Regions from separate parts of the Mus musculus genome. Here all the other regions are linked to region 1. The links are chromatin contacts, called in public Hi-C and targeted proximity ligation maps. All regions are on one chromosome and are shown on one strand. The core of a region is the stretch at or near the end of the contact, and the rest is flanking DNA. Distances in the headings are between cores, read along the strand shown. Region 1 overlaps Pvt1 (Pvt1 oncogene). Region 2 holds the start of Pvt1 (Pvt1 oncogene). Region 3 has its middle 26 kb from the start of Myc.

Region 1 (4,630 bases), core at 2,077-4,576:
CTGTCATGACATGCAAAGACATGTCAGAGCAAAGGATGAGAAGGTGGAATTACCAAGATTGAAAGTGTACTTCGTGTCCATCACTGGATAAATGTGAGTTGTATGAGTTATTTTTTATCAGTCTGATACATTCCTAAAGGGAACAGTGCCAAGGTGGGAAAGACTGATTTTGGCCTTGTGGCTTTTAGTTCAGTTGTCTGGCTTTGTTGACATGGTCTAGTGTTCGAGAAGAACACCATGGCAGCAAAAGCAAGTAATAGAGTGAAATTACCCACTCCATGATAGCCAGAAGTAGAAATAGATTGTCTGCAATAACTGACTTCTTCCCCCTTTGTTTCATTGGGGCTCCCTGGCCATGGGATGGTACCTCTCCAGTTCAGAGATGGGCTTCTACTCTCTATGAATGGTGTCTCGAAATAACCTCACAAACAAATGCAGTTGTGTGCCTTACTAATCTTCCTGTGTATCTTACTTAGAAAGCTACTGGGCTTGAATTTGGCTCCTTCCATGTTACTGCAGACTTACAGAATGGCTCCGCATGCAGTACACCATACTGAATGTTACATGTGCAGTTGAAAGAATGTTCTGCAATTTGGGACGGAGTCTTCCATAAATATCCACCATGAGAGGCTGGGTATCTGACCTGATGAAGATTTGTTGGTGAAGGAAAGTGTTCTTTTATTGCTGTGATACTCAAATAAACCCACACTAGGACACAGGGCTGTCGCTCTCTCTCTCTCTCTCTCTCTCTCTCTCTCTCTCTCTCTCTCTCTCTCTCTCTCCTTTCTGGGTTTGGGAGTAGCAATATCATCAGTTTCATAGAACATCATCTCTTATAGTTTGTCTTCAGGATCAGAAAAGGCAACATCCAAGTGGGTGAAAAGTCATGGCCAGGAGACAGACTTTGTGCCAATGTGTTCTCCATGTGACCAAATAAGAAGAAAATGCCAGGAACTCTAAACAGACAGCCAGGACCAAGCGAAAACAGCTCGATATTTGCTAGAGGAAGATTCATTCACATGAATGAGGAGATGTTGTGTTATGACTCTGTCTCTTTCCTTATCACATTCACGTGATACTTATTCCAAGGCCTCCTGTCACTGTCCCGAGTTCTGTAGATGCTGTCCCAGAGAGAGCCATGAACTCTCATAGGACAGGAATTTATTTCTCAGTTATACCTTTGAATAAGGCATGCTCAATGTCTTTTCTCTTATACAGACAACCATGTAATTTTTGTGCTCTCAGTCTTTAGCAGAAGGGCTAAGGAGTGTCTTTTGTAAAAATACGAATCCTATTCACAAGGGCCTCAATTTCACGTTCTAATCAACCATGTTGACTTGAAGTTGAATAATGCTCCCGGGCAAACCCCCTGCCCCCTCCCTCTCCCCCCCTAGGCTCAGGTGTTTCTCAGTTGGCACTGCTTTGGGATGTTGTGGAACCTTTAGGAAATGCAGCCTTGACAGAAGGAAGTATGTCACAAAGCTGGGGGATTTTGAAAGTTCATAACTTACAGTTTCCTTTCTTGGCTTCTTGGGTGTGGATAAAGATGTGATCTTTCTGACTCCCGCTCCCTGCCATTGTGGAATCCCTGTCTGGAACTGTAACCCAAAATGACAGTCCCTTTTGTAAGTTGCTTTTGGTCATGATGTCTTATCGCAGCAGCAGCAGCAACAACAAAAAGCAATGAATATAGCTTCTATCATGGTTCAAATCTGACATGTAGCCACCAATAGGCTTATGTGTAAACGCTGGTCCCCATCCAAGAGTGCAGCCTTCCCAGACAGATCATTCAGATCACTGGAGCCTTAGGGAGGTATTAGCTGTCTAGAAGAGGTTGGTTAGTAAAGATGTGCTTTGAACCGAGTCACCGGGCCCTTGCTTCCCTCTCTGCTTTCTGATCTGACAAAAGCTGCTGCTCACACCATGAATACCACCAGCCACTGTACCTCTTTCTCTTTTAAAGGTCGAAATCCGTTAAAATCATGAGCCAACAATAAACATCTCCTCCCTCAGGCTACTCTGCAGGTACTCTGTCATAGTAACACACCAATTAACACACCACCAGAGCCTACCCAGACACATGCACATACACACACAAACTCACACAACGCATCCCACCCCCAGAACAGAGGTCAGTATTGTATCACATGGATATGGAGACATAGCATCCAGTCCCTAACTTATTTTTGTTATAGTTCAAGGATAAAAGGATTGCCCTGCCCTTCAATGTTTGCACAAGGGAGTATGGATATTTTAATACACAATTATGCAAAATAAGGTGAAAGAACAGAAGGGCAAAAAATGCTGGAGTAGGAGGGGTGACCAGGGACTGAACACACATTCCTGTAAGACCTTTGGAACTACTGTTAGGCTTGAACTTTAAAGGTTTCATCAAATTGAAAGCACTGCCCAGGGCTGGGTTGGGTCCTTGTGGGAGCACACAGGAAACTTCAGATCCAAAGTTAGTTTCATCCCACAGTGTGGGAGATGTCAGAGGCTGTGAGCCTGAGATCCTACACAAGTTACACAGGAACTACAGGCAACTACAGGATGCTTGTCAGTTATGAACAGCTGTATCTCCATCCACAATGCCAGCCTAGAACCTGTGGTCCCATTTTACCAATGAGACAAGGCTCCTTAGTGACATGCTTATCTGTGTATATGCATTCACTGTGCCAGCTCCAGCAACCCAACCTCATGTGGCAGTCACTGGAGCAGCCTAGAGTCTCACTTACATTCTACTATTATATAGCTTAAGGGACCCGTGAATCCTAATTTCTCACTTGTAAAATGGATATTTTTTTAATCATTCCCATATTTTATGGTAATTGTGTATATTTATCGGTGTGGTAAGGCATCTCAATACATGCAAACGTACAATTGGGGTCAGGCTAATGAGTTGTCAATCATCTCAAAAACATCATTGTGTATGGAAACAGTCACAACCTGGCGGCTCTCTTGTGATATGTTGTAGCTCCTCTTTCCTGTATGCTGCCGCAGAATGCTGGAAGTTGTTTTTCCTGTCCACTCACACCAAGGGCTTTCTGATGGTTAAAAAGGTGTATACAAGCCCCTGGGCCCATGTGCCTGACACATTAATCCACTGTGCATGTTACTTACTGAGATTATTATTAGCCCAACAGGACAGGGAGGAGTATTGGGGGGGGGGGGTCCCTGGGGTGTGATCACTCCTGTTTACTCTTTGGATGGTGCCTGCCTGGCCAGGGATCATGAGTTTGTTTTTCTGGTACGGAGGTTGCCCTGGTGTTCTGGAGTGACCCCACAGGGCTGACTGAGCTCATTATACAAAGCTGTGTGCTGGGTCCTGTCCAGCTCCATCCAGCCCCGCCTCCTTGCCTGCTAAGCCTGTGTGCCCATGAGCCTCAGGGCTGTCCCTAGCTAGCATTGTTTGCACTCTGGAAAAGCGTGCAAACCTTTATTCAGAACCATCCCTAAGTCTGCTGGCAAATACAGTTTCTTTCCCCTTCTGGGGGACTAGAAGGGGAAAAGCTTAGGTCTTCAGTGGCTCCAAGACAATTCTTTTACCTTCTCCACTTTCTTTTTCCTACAGGCTCGGCTCTCCAGTGTGGTTTTCCAACAGGAGTCAAATATTAAAGGACATGAGCGTGTTGGGGAAAAAGATGGATAGTGCTAAACAGCCTGAGTTCATCCTCACTATCCTCTTCATAAGGAGAGCAAGAACAACCCCGGAAATGGCTCATGCTTAAGGTTTCTAACCACGGTCACACCTACAACACACTGATTGACAATATAGGTTACAGTACACATGGCTCTGCTATTTGCTTTTTGGTCACTTTGATATTCCCTGGTACCTGGGAAGAAGGAATCTCCGTTGAGGAGTTGCCTACATTTGATTAGCCCGTAGGCATGTCTCTGAGGCCTTTTCATAGTTGCTAATTGATGGAGGACAGCTTAGCCCACTGTGGGTGGTGCCATCTCCTGGACATGGGGTCCTGGCTTATATCAGAAGGGAAGCTAAGCATGCGCCTGGGAGCAAGCCAGTAAGTAGGTCTCCTCCATGGTCCCTGTCTCTGCTCCTGCCCTTAATTTCCTCAGCGAATGACTGATGCAAACATGTAAGCCAAACAAACCCTTCTTTCCTCTCTGTTACTGTTGGTCGTGGTGTTTATCACAGCAATAGGAAAAAACACTAGGGCAGTGACGTATAAGAGTGCACTGTGCCATTGTGAGGATTCAATATCCTTAGCGATCTTCAGAAAAAGTTTACTATGGTGCCTGGAGCATTGTTATTTGCAGAGATCCCTAGTGGCTCCTGGGCCTCAGTTTCCCTGTCTTCATTCTGTCTGTATTATATAAGCATGGTGTCCATAGCTCTAGCTCTTGCTTAATGATTCAACTGAGTAGGTACAACCATGCTGACCAGCCATGACATGTCCTGCCTGGCCATAGCCTGGAGTTGGACACAGAAACAGGGGCATAGCTGCCTACTGTGTGTGGCACAGTGTGTGTCAAACTCCTGGAGGCAGCCAGGCAGCCATCTCTATATTCTTCCTATCAGAATTCCTTTCACAGGTCCAAGCCATCTTAAGATGGATAAAGGCCTGGCCTTCAGGCAAGGCTATGCCTGTCAGTTCCGAATCTCCAGCTA
Region 2 (4,277 bases), core at 1,676-4,175, 220 kb before region 1:
GGAAGGAAGGAAGGAAGGGGGAGGAAGGAAGAAAGAATCACTGAAGTGGTTCAGTAGGTTAAGGGGCTCGTCACCAAGTGTTATGACTGGAGTTCAATTGTAGGGACCAACAGGCTGGAAGGAGAGATCCAACTCTAATCTCTTCTTCCCCTTCTTCTCTCCTCTTCTTCCTCTTCTTCTGGCTCCTCTCCCCTCTTCTCTTCCTCTTCCTCTCTCTTCTCTTCCTCTCTCTTCTCTTCCTCTTCCTCCATTTCTTCCTCCTTTCCCTCTCTCTTCCTCTTCTTCCCCTCTCTTCCTCCTCTCTCCTCCTCTTCTTCCTCCAACTCTTCCTCCTCTTCCTCTCTTCTCCTTCTCTTCTTCCTTCATCTCTTCCTCCTCTCCCTCTCCCTCTCCCCTCCTCCTCCTTCTGGCTTTCTCTGTACAAACTAGTCTGGCTTTGAACCCAGACATCTACCTACCTCTGCTTCCCAAGTTCTGGGATTAAAGGCATGAAGCTTTACAACCTCCATTTTGTAACATAATAAAAATAAGTTTTCTTTAAGAAAAAAGAACAAAGAAACAAAGCTGGTCTTTAATCCCAGCACTTGGGAGGCAGAGACAGGCAGATATCTGAGTTCCAGGTCAGCCTGGTCTACAAAGTGAGTTCCAGGACAGCTAGAGCTACACAGAGAAACCTGTCTCGAAAAACAAAAAACAAAAAACAAAAAACAAAAAACAAAAAACAAAAAAAAAAAAACAAAAGGAAAAGATAAAATTAGAAACATATATTATAATGTTTGTTTTAGATAGTAGTGCTATTAAAAATACTTTCTTCTGTGAAATTTTGCTGGAATATTTTCTTTCTTTCTTTCTTTTTCTTTTTTTTTCTTTCTTTCTTTTCTTTTTTCTTTTTTTCTTTTTTTTTTTTTTTTGACAGGGTTTCTCTGTATAGCCCTGGCTGTCCTGGAACTCATTTTGTAGACCAGGCTGGCCTGGACCTCAGAAATCCACCTGTCTCTGTCTCCCAAGTGCTGGGATTAAAGGTGTGGGCCACCATGCCCGGCACTGGAAAAATTTTTAAACATCCCATAAAAGGAAGCCCCACTCCCCAAAGTAACAACCTGGACAGAAAGCCTTCGAAGAGAATGCTTTAAAAAATGTGGTAAGAATGCTGAAGTGTAGCTCTCCACAACTTATGGCTTCTGGAGGGGGTCGGGTAGGTGGGGAAGGAATCAGTTTTCTTTAAGGAGCTGGCTGGTCCCTAGGAGTGTGGCCATACTCCAGTGGCTCTATGACTTTCCAGTGGTGGTGGTGGTGGTGGTGGTGGTAGGGATGTTCACAAAGGTGGGGAGGACTGACATGGGAGGATCGGGATAAGAGTGCTATTAGAGTGTATTATGTGAAATTCCCAAATGATATTTTTATATTATATCGGGGGAAAATATTAGCCTAAAATTAGCGCAGCAAAATTTAGTCCCAGGGAAGGGCAAACTGGGTCGAGACTAAAGCTGAATGAACCTGGGTGAAGGTCTTCAGCCGTTGGGAGGTCTAGTGTACAGGACTAACTGGAAGGAGCAGGTGGCATCTTCAGGGATTTGTTACTGAAGTTGTCTTTAAAACTGGGCCTCTGAGAGCCTGTGGTTGCTTCTCCCCAAGGTCGCAGCAGGTGGTTTGGGAAATGTCTGACACATCGAAAGCACATACAGACATAGAATTCAGAACCCTCTTCACTCTCTAGCACAAGAAGGAGATAATCTGAAGGAGATAATCGGAAGATCTGTTCGGTCACTCTCAGGGTGGAAACCAACCACACACAGCGCGATTATCCGTGCATATCGCACTGGCACACACGAGTATGGTAAATTTTCTCTTCAACAGAGACATCTTCATGTGGCTAAGAAGTAATGAAAGTGAAGACATTGAAGGGGGAACGTAGAGGGAGGGAGGAGATAAAGACTCTCTGAGAGATTGAAATAAAGTGAGGTATAGTGTGCTGAGAGAAGAGTGGACCCGCGTTACTTTCCGCGATCCTGGTATCACCTAGTTATGCAACCCGCTTTCCACAGGACTCCGGTTTCCCTCTAGGATCTGAGTCTACCTCATCTTTCATTCCCCTTTCTGGTTGTAGCACGTTGCCGCGCTTGACTAAATGGTACTAGAGACGTGCACCTGTTCGGTGCTGGATTGAATACAGCGAAAAGAATATCGTGGTATACGCGTGCCTTTCACACCAGCCTTCGTTCTTTGCAGAGGCTTTTGCACATTTGAGAGGTTAGTGTAATACCCTGTACGGACCAAGAATGGAGGATGCTGCAGACAGGTGGTCCTCTCTCAGCTAGAGTTTGCTTAGTACGTCCTTCTCTCCAGAACCACAGATGATGGATGGTACCCAGGACTGCTCTCAGATGAGAGTTCTGAAATAGAACAGATTCGGGGGGGTCTTCTGTAGGAACTACTGACCTATTTTCTGAGCAGTTTGGTCCTTTTAATTCACTGGAGTCTCCTTCCCTATCCGAAAAGTGGGAAGACTGCTAAGCTTCAAGGTGAAGGGGGATGGGATGTCTACCTTAAAAAGGAATAGTGTGGGGGAGGGGAGGGTGGGGAGGGGAGGTGGGAAAGCTAGTTGACCTCGCCTGGGCATAGCCCCAGGCTGTGTGGGACCTATGTAGGACCTAGGTTTGAGTGCAGCTAGAACCTCCCAGCCCAGGACTGACAGAGTGTGCTCTCTACTAGGGCCATCTGGGCATTAAGCAGCCTCAGTGGCACGCCACCTCCATGCGGTTCTCCTCTCAGGCTTGATGCCCCTTCATTGCCTAGGGCAGCAGGCAGAGGGGCGAGCTGGATCCCTCAGGTCAGAAACCTCCAGACACCAGGAGATCGGGGACACACGCGGCCTGCCCGGTGGCGCGCGCTTCTCCCCCTCCCCCGCGGCCGGGAGCGAGCCGCCGTGACGTCACGGGCCACCCGCCAGCCCCGCGCTCTACCAGGCAGAGCGCGTGTGGCCGCCGAGCACATGGACCCACTGGTCAAGCGGGCTCGGCAAGGCCAGGATGAAGAGAAGCTACGAACTTAGCATTCCCAGAGCCCCCCGAGTGGATATCCGCGTGGAAAGGATGTTGGCAGCCCCGGTGACCTCGGAGTCACGGCTGGATCCACCCTCTTGTAAGTTCCAAGTTTATCCCCTGGAAACTCTGGAGCCCAGGGATGCAGAGTCTGGATAGAGGAAAGTGGCTTTTGCATTCCCACGAGCGCGTGTTAACCTTGCACTTTTCCTCATCACTAGACTCGAGATTGCCAGAGAGTTTGGGTGTGGGTGAGAAGTGTGGGTGCGAGGGAGATTTCCCAGGATGGCCTCTACATAGAGGTAATTCTGGATTTATGCACTTGATCAAGAGCCCATTTCCTCAGGTCTAAAAGAGAGAGACGCCCCCTGCAATCAGCGCAGATTTGGGGCCGCTGATGTGGTTTGGAGGCCTCATTTACGAAACTGGAAGTCTGAGTCTAGTCTAGTGATGCTCCCTCCATCCTTGGCCAGCCCTCCTCCGAGACACCCCCTCGGGGCAGAAAGAAGGTGATCTCCTAAAACTCCCTGTGTCAGGAAACTTTCTGTGCTTTTGTATTGCGTTCCTGTGTTCGTGGAAGGCCCCCACGCCTTCATCCTTGCTAATTCTTTTTGGATAGCTTGTTGCTTTAACTAGATTGGCCCTTTCTTGGCTAGTATTTTCTGCTGTACCTATGAGTGGTGTGGGAGAACTGTGCAGACTTCCAGGAAGCGCAGCCATGAAGCTACATGTGCCTATGTGTAGACACATCATGGATTTTCTTACTAGTTTACTAGTGGGTGATAATCTGTCCTTTTGAGCTCTCCAGAACGTTCTAGAAGCTTAAGGAGAGAAATCACTTAAGAGAGTATAGGGAGAAGTGAGGTTTTTGTTTCCTTTCTGCTCTTGTGTTTTTAAGGGGTTGTTGTCATTTGACCTAGAGAAAGCCAAATGTGTGTGTGTGTGTGTGTGTGTGTGTGTGTGTGTGTGTGTGTGCCTGCCTGCTTGCCTGTCTGTCTGTCTGTTTGTCTGTCTGTGTGTCTGTGTGTTGGGGAGGGCTAAGGATGCAGGTCTCTGTTGAAGTGCATGTGGTAGGATGTTGCAGGCCTGTTTTGCATATGGGCAGTGACAAGTTTGGGCTTGTTCACTTGCACAGTCCTATGGTCATAGCTAGTCCTTCTTAAAGCTCTAGCCAGTGGGAAAGCGTTTGTGTTTCTATCCTTGGAGCTCCAAGTGGGACTTCTTAAAAGATTTAGA
Region 3 (4,241 bases), core at 1,709-4,208, 250 kb before region 1:
AATTCGCCTGTCTCTGCCTGCCAAGTGCTGGGATTAAAGGCGTGTGCCACCACACCTGGCTTGTTTAATTTTTTTTGAGCATTTTTGTTTGTTTGTTTGTTTGTATGTTTAGTGTATGAGTAAATGTATGGGTTCATAGTGGCATGTGTGTAGTCAGAGGACAACTCAAGGCAGTTGGTTCTCTTCTTCTGTCTCATGGGTCTTCGGAATCAAATGTAGGTCATCAGGTTATCAGAAAGCACCTTTACCCACTGAACCATCTCACTGACCCGGCACAATTACATTTAAATGGTACTTGTTCATGAATGGTTTACTGGGGAAAACCTTTGCTGTGTATAATTTTACATGTGATAGGAAGGTATAAGCATGTGTGTGTGTACCTCTGTGTGTGCATGTGTGTTCATATGTCTGTGTGTACGTTTGTGTGCATTTGTGTATTTGTGTGTGTTCATGCATCATGTGTGTACATGTAGAGTATATGTGTTCATGTAAGTATGTGTGCGTATGTGTGTGCTCAGGCACATACATACTAACACTTTTATGAGAATTGCCCATGAGTGACTATGAAAAGAAAAATCATTTATAAGTAAGTACATATCTTGTCATCTCAGACCCCCTGGAAGTTACTTTCTCTGTGGAAGCCAGCCTGTTTTATAGGATCTTCTTGGAAAGGAAAGAACATCTCTTTGCCTGGGCATTTCCTTATCATGTCAGGCTCTTTCATGTCCATGATTCTGTGAACTCCTTGTGAGGAGGTGGGGACTGTGAGAGCAGATTGAGTCCCCCTGCTGCCATCACAGGCTGTTTGGAGAGCTGATGAGACCTAACTCCTGGGTGGGCTGACGCTGCTTCTGGACTGGACCCTTCATAGTACCCTCCTCTTCTATTCATTTTCAAATATCAAGAGGAGAGGCCAGGCTCCTTTCTTCCCTGCCTGTAGGGCAGTAGGGCTACAGTGACAGTAAGGAGGGAGCCAGGTAAGAGTCCTTGACCTTCCTTGACTGCTTCTCCTGGTTGACACGCTTGAACTTGTCCTGACGCTTCAGCTGAGCAAGCTATGAGAGCTGTGTTGGGAGGTAAATTCTGCCATGTGTCAGCTGTGTGGCCCTTTACTGTCTATGTGATTCTACTGGACCATCTCTGCTGAACTGTGTTTCAGGGGATAGAATGACAATGATTATATTTGGTCTCTTGAGAATTTTCACCAGGAGTATTGGCACATGCTTGTGATCCCAGCACTTGGGAGTCTGAGGCAGGAGGATCAAGACTTTAAAGACAGACTACTCTACAAATCTCAAATCTAAAAAGGAAAAAGAGAAAAGAAAAGAATAAAAGAACAAAAGTTAGGGGTTTTTTTTGTTTTTTTTTTTTTGTTTTGTTTTTGTTTTTTTACCTTTTGCTTGGTCTGACTAAGAAATGTCTGATTCATATTAATCACAATAATGACCAGCATGGCAAGATATCTTAAAAGTGTGATAGTGGCAGTCATATCTTGGTAGTAACCAATAGCTCTTTAATTGGATTGAAGGCCCACTAAACAGGAGCGAAATCTTGCCTGGTACTGAAAATCCAGCCAATTACCAAGGCCAATGAGATTATGTATCTTAGATGAGAACCTACTACTACCACTTACTAAACCAGCCTAATTCCTAACTACATTCCAAAACCTTCCCTAATATCCACAGACACATGAAGTTCTCATCCCTCGCCAAAGAGGCAAAGAGGCTCTGTAGCACATGGAGACCACTACAGAAAACTACAACTAGTAAAATCAGATAGCAACTGATCAGAGACTCTACTGCCCCATTGAAAACATCTACAAGGCAATTCCTGTGTATACAGCTCAGGGAACAGTACAGAAGGGAGAACAAATAGATTCTAACAGCCGGAAGCCCAGGAAGATTCCTGAGATTGGATCTCTTAGAAATAACAGGAAAGCTACACCCTACAACAACAACCTTGCTACCTGAACCTGGACAACACCAATAGACATGCTAATGTGGAAGGAGGAAATCTCAATGAGTCCCACCCTGAAATGGTTACCTACAGGAAACTAATGCCTACTGAGAAGGGAGAATTAGTCTTCCACAGAAATGAGGCTCTACTACAGACTGACCAGTGCTGAAATCACACACAGAAGTAACACTCAGTGAACTCAGCAGGTTGTGTCTATATATGCATGCATTTTTTTAAAAGGAAAACAGTATGAATTCCAGAAGAAGTCAAGGGCAGAATGTGGGAGGAGTTAGAGAAACTGGACATGGGAAGGGTTGGAGGGAAGAAGGGGAAGGTGGAGGAAATGATTCAATAATATTTCAATTCTTTTTTTTTCTTAAACTAAAGCATAAAAAATAATTGCTTGGTTACTTAAAATACACAATTGTGCAAAAGATACATTACTATATGGCTGAGGACATAGCACATGAACATCTTCCCAAAATGACACCTGAAGTCTACCACAGCAAGTAATACAGGAGACAGCACGGCAGAAAACCACAATACCATTTCTCCCATAGAGAGAAATGTTGATACCTGTGCCTTTCTCATCTTGCATGGGAACGAATACAGAAATGAATGGATACATGAAAGCCACCACCTCTAGGCAGTTCTGGATGCCATAACTATATACATTGAAAGTCTTTTGACTACCACTGAATGCTGTCCAGAGGAGAGGAGAGAACAATGTCTTTGATGACTCGGCCACTCATAGCTTTCAGCGTTGTTGTGACTTCAAAAACTCCATGTCTGGCTCTTGCTTCTTGAACTCCTTGTGCTGCATCTAATGTCAGAGCATCACTTACTGGGATAGTTAATGTTGTCAGCTTGCCAAGATCTAGATCACCCAGGAGCTGGGCCGCTGGGCAGGCCTGTGAAGAATCAGCTTGATTACATTAATAGAGGTGGGAAGACCCAACCACTAAGGTGACATCATTTCCTCATTGGTTCCTGGGCTGTGTGAATGGAGAAGCAGAACCTAACATCAGCAAGCATTGGTTTTTCTCTGCTCCTCAAATGTGGATATGGTATGTAACAGGCTGCTTCAAGTTCCCTGTTGTTGACATTCCTCCACAAGAAACTGTGACTTAAAATAAATATTTGCTCCTCCAAGAGTTGCTTCTGTCACAGTACTTTATCATAACAAAAGGAAATAATCGCAGACCTTAATTATTGCCACACTTTACTTCTCTTGCACCTGTTCCTGGAGAGTCACCAGGAAAAAGTACAGAGGGAATACCAAACTCACCTACCCAGGAAGTCCTTCAGGCTAGAACCACCATGGCTTCTTTGTGACCCAAGGGCTTACGTAGCACTTGTCTGCTTAGCAGTTGCTAAATACTTTCTTGCCATTTTCACTGAACCCAGGGAAACCAGGACATGGAATTGGATTTAGGGACCACTCCATGAGATGGGAAGAACATGAAATTAGAAAGGTCCAGCCAAGTGTGGTGGCCTATGCCTTTAAACCCAGCAATTGGGAGACAGAAACAGGATGGACCTCTGTGAGTTCAAGGACAGCCTGATATACAAAATGAGCTCCAGGATAGCCAAGGGGAAAAAACCTTGTCTTGGGAAGTGTCTTGGGTAGGGTGAGGGAAGTCTGAGAGGGAAAGCTACTACTATTATTCGGCTACAGGAACAGGCAATAAAATGACTCCTAATGACTTTAGTTACACCCATTGGATGGGTGCATTGCACAATCCTCACCATAGGATGGTTTCAATGGATGGACATTAGCATAGGGATCCACAACTGGGCAATCCACTGAGAGTAAGGGATTTTGAAGCAATCACTTCTAAATGGGCTGTCTTTCTCAAGCCCATCCTCTCTAGGATCAGAGATCATCAGGAAAGGAAGTGGAGAGATTATAAGAGCCAGAAGTAGTTGATGGTTGCCTTTCAGACACAACAGAACTGAGAACGAGACTGTGACGGCACACCCAGGACCTTCACATATGTAAACCAGACAGGATCGCACCACTTTGAAGGAAAAGGAGACACTAAGTCCCATGCCTTACCTGAGAAGCTATTTGCAGTTGATGCCCACCGAGAAAGGAATGTAGTTTTCTCCACTAGAGTGTCACTGGATCTATCAACCACGCTCTAGGATAGGCCCCAAGCCCAGGAGTTGTTGGCCAACACAAAATGAACTCCATGGGTTTTTGTTTCACTTTGTTTTATTTTAGTATTTTCTGTCTTACTGGTTTGTTGTTTTGATTTTTTGTTTGCTTGTTTTGAGAGAGA

The links. Hi-C and Micro-C count contacts between places; a contact is called where the count stands out from the background.
Region 2: a targeted proximity ligation map of pancreatic cancer cells shows a contact between it and region 1. A contact is called at or near these places in 6 of 484 Hi-C or Micro-C datasets (CD8 T cells, the HL-1 cell line, the N1E-115 cell line and 3 more) and 2 of 130 datasets of targeted methods (the SCID.adh cell line and pancreatic cancer cells).
Region 3: a Hi-C map of the N1E-115 cell line shows a contact between it and region 1, with 1.9 times the contacts expected there. A contact is called at or near these places in 3 of 484 Hi-C or Micro-C datasets (MC3T3-E1-derived osteoblasts, the N1E-115 cell line and nephron progenitors) and 2 of 130 datasets of targeted methods (embryonic stem cells and microglia).

What each region holds. Positions count from the first base shown.
Region 1 is chr15:62,254,850-62,259,479 of GRCm38.p6, forward strand. Pvt1 (Pvt1 oncogene) reads left to right here. Exons shown (of 5, transcript NR_132747.1): 5 at 3,572-4,630. Among named protein-coding and RNA genes, the nearest start is that of Pvt1, 220 kb to the left of the region's middle.
Region 2 is chr15:62,035,061-62,039,337 of GRCm38.p6, forward strand. It overlaps Pvt1 (Pvt1 oncogene), which reads left to right and starts at 2,926. Exons shown (of 5, transcript NR_132747.1): 1 at 2,926-3,141.
Region 3 is chr15:62,008,978-62,013,218 of GRCm38.p6, forward strand. No RefSeq gene overlaps it. Among named protein-coding and RNA genes, the nearest start is that of Myc, 26 kb to the left of the region's middle.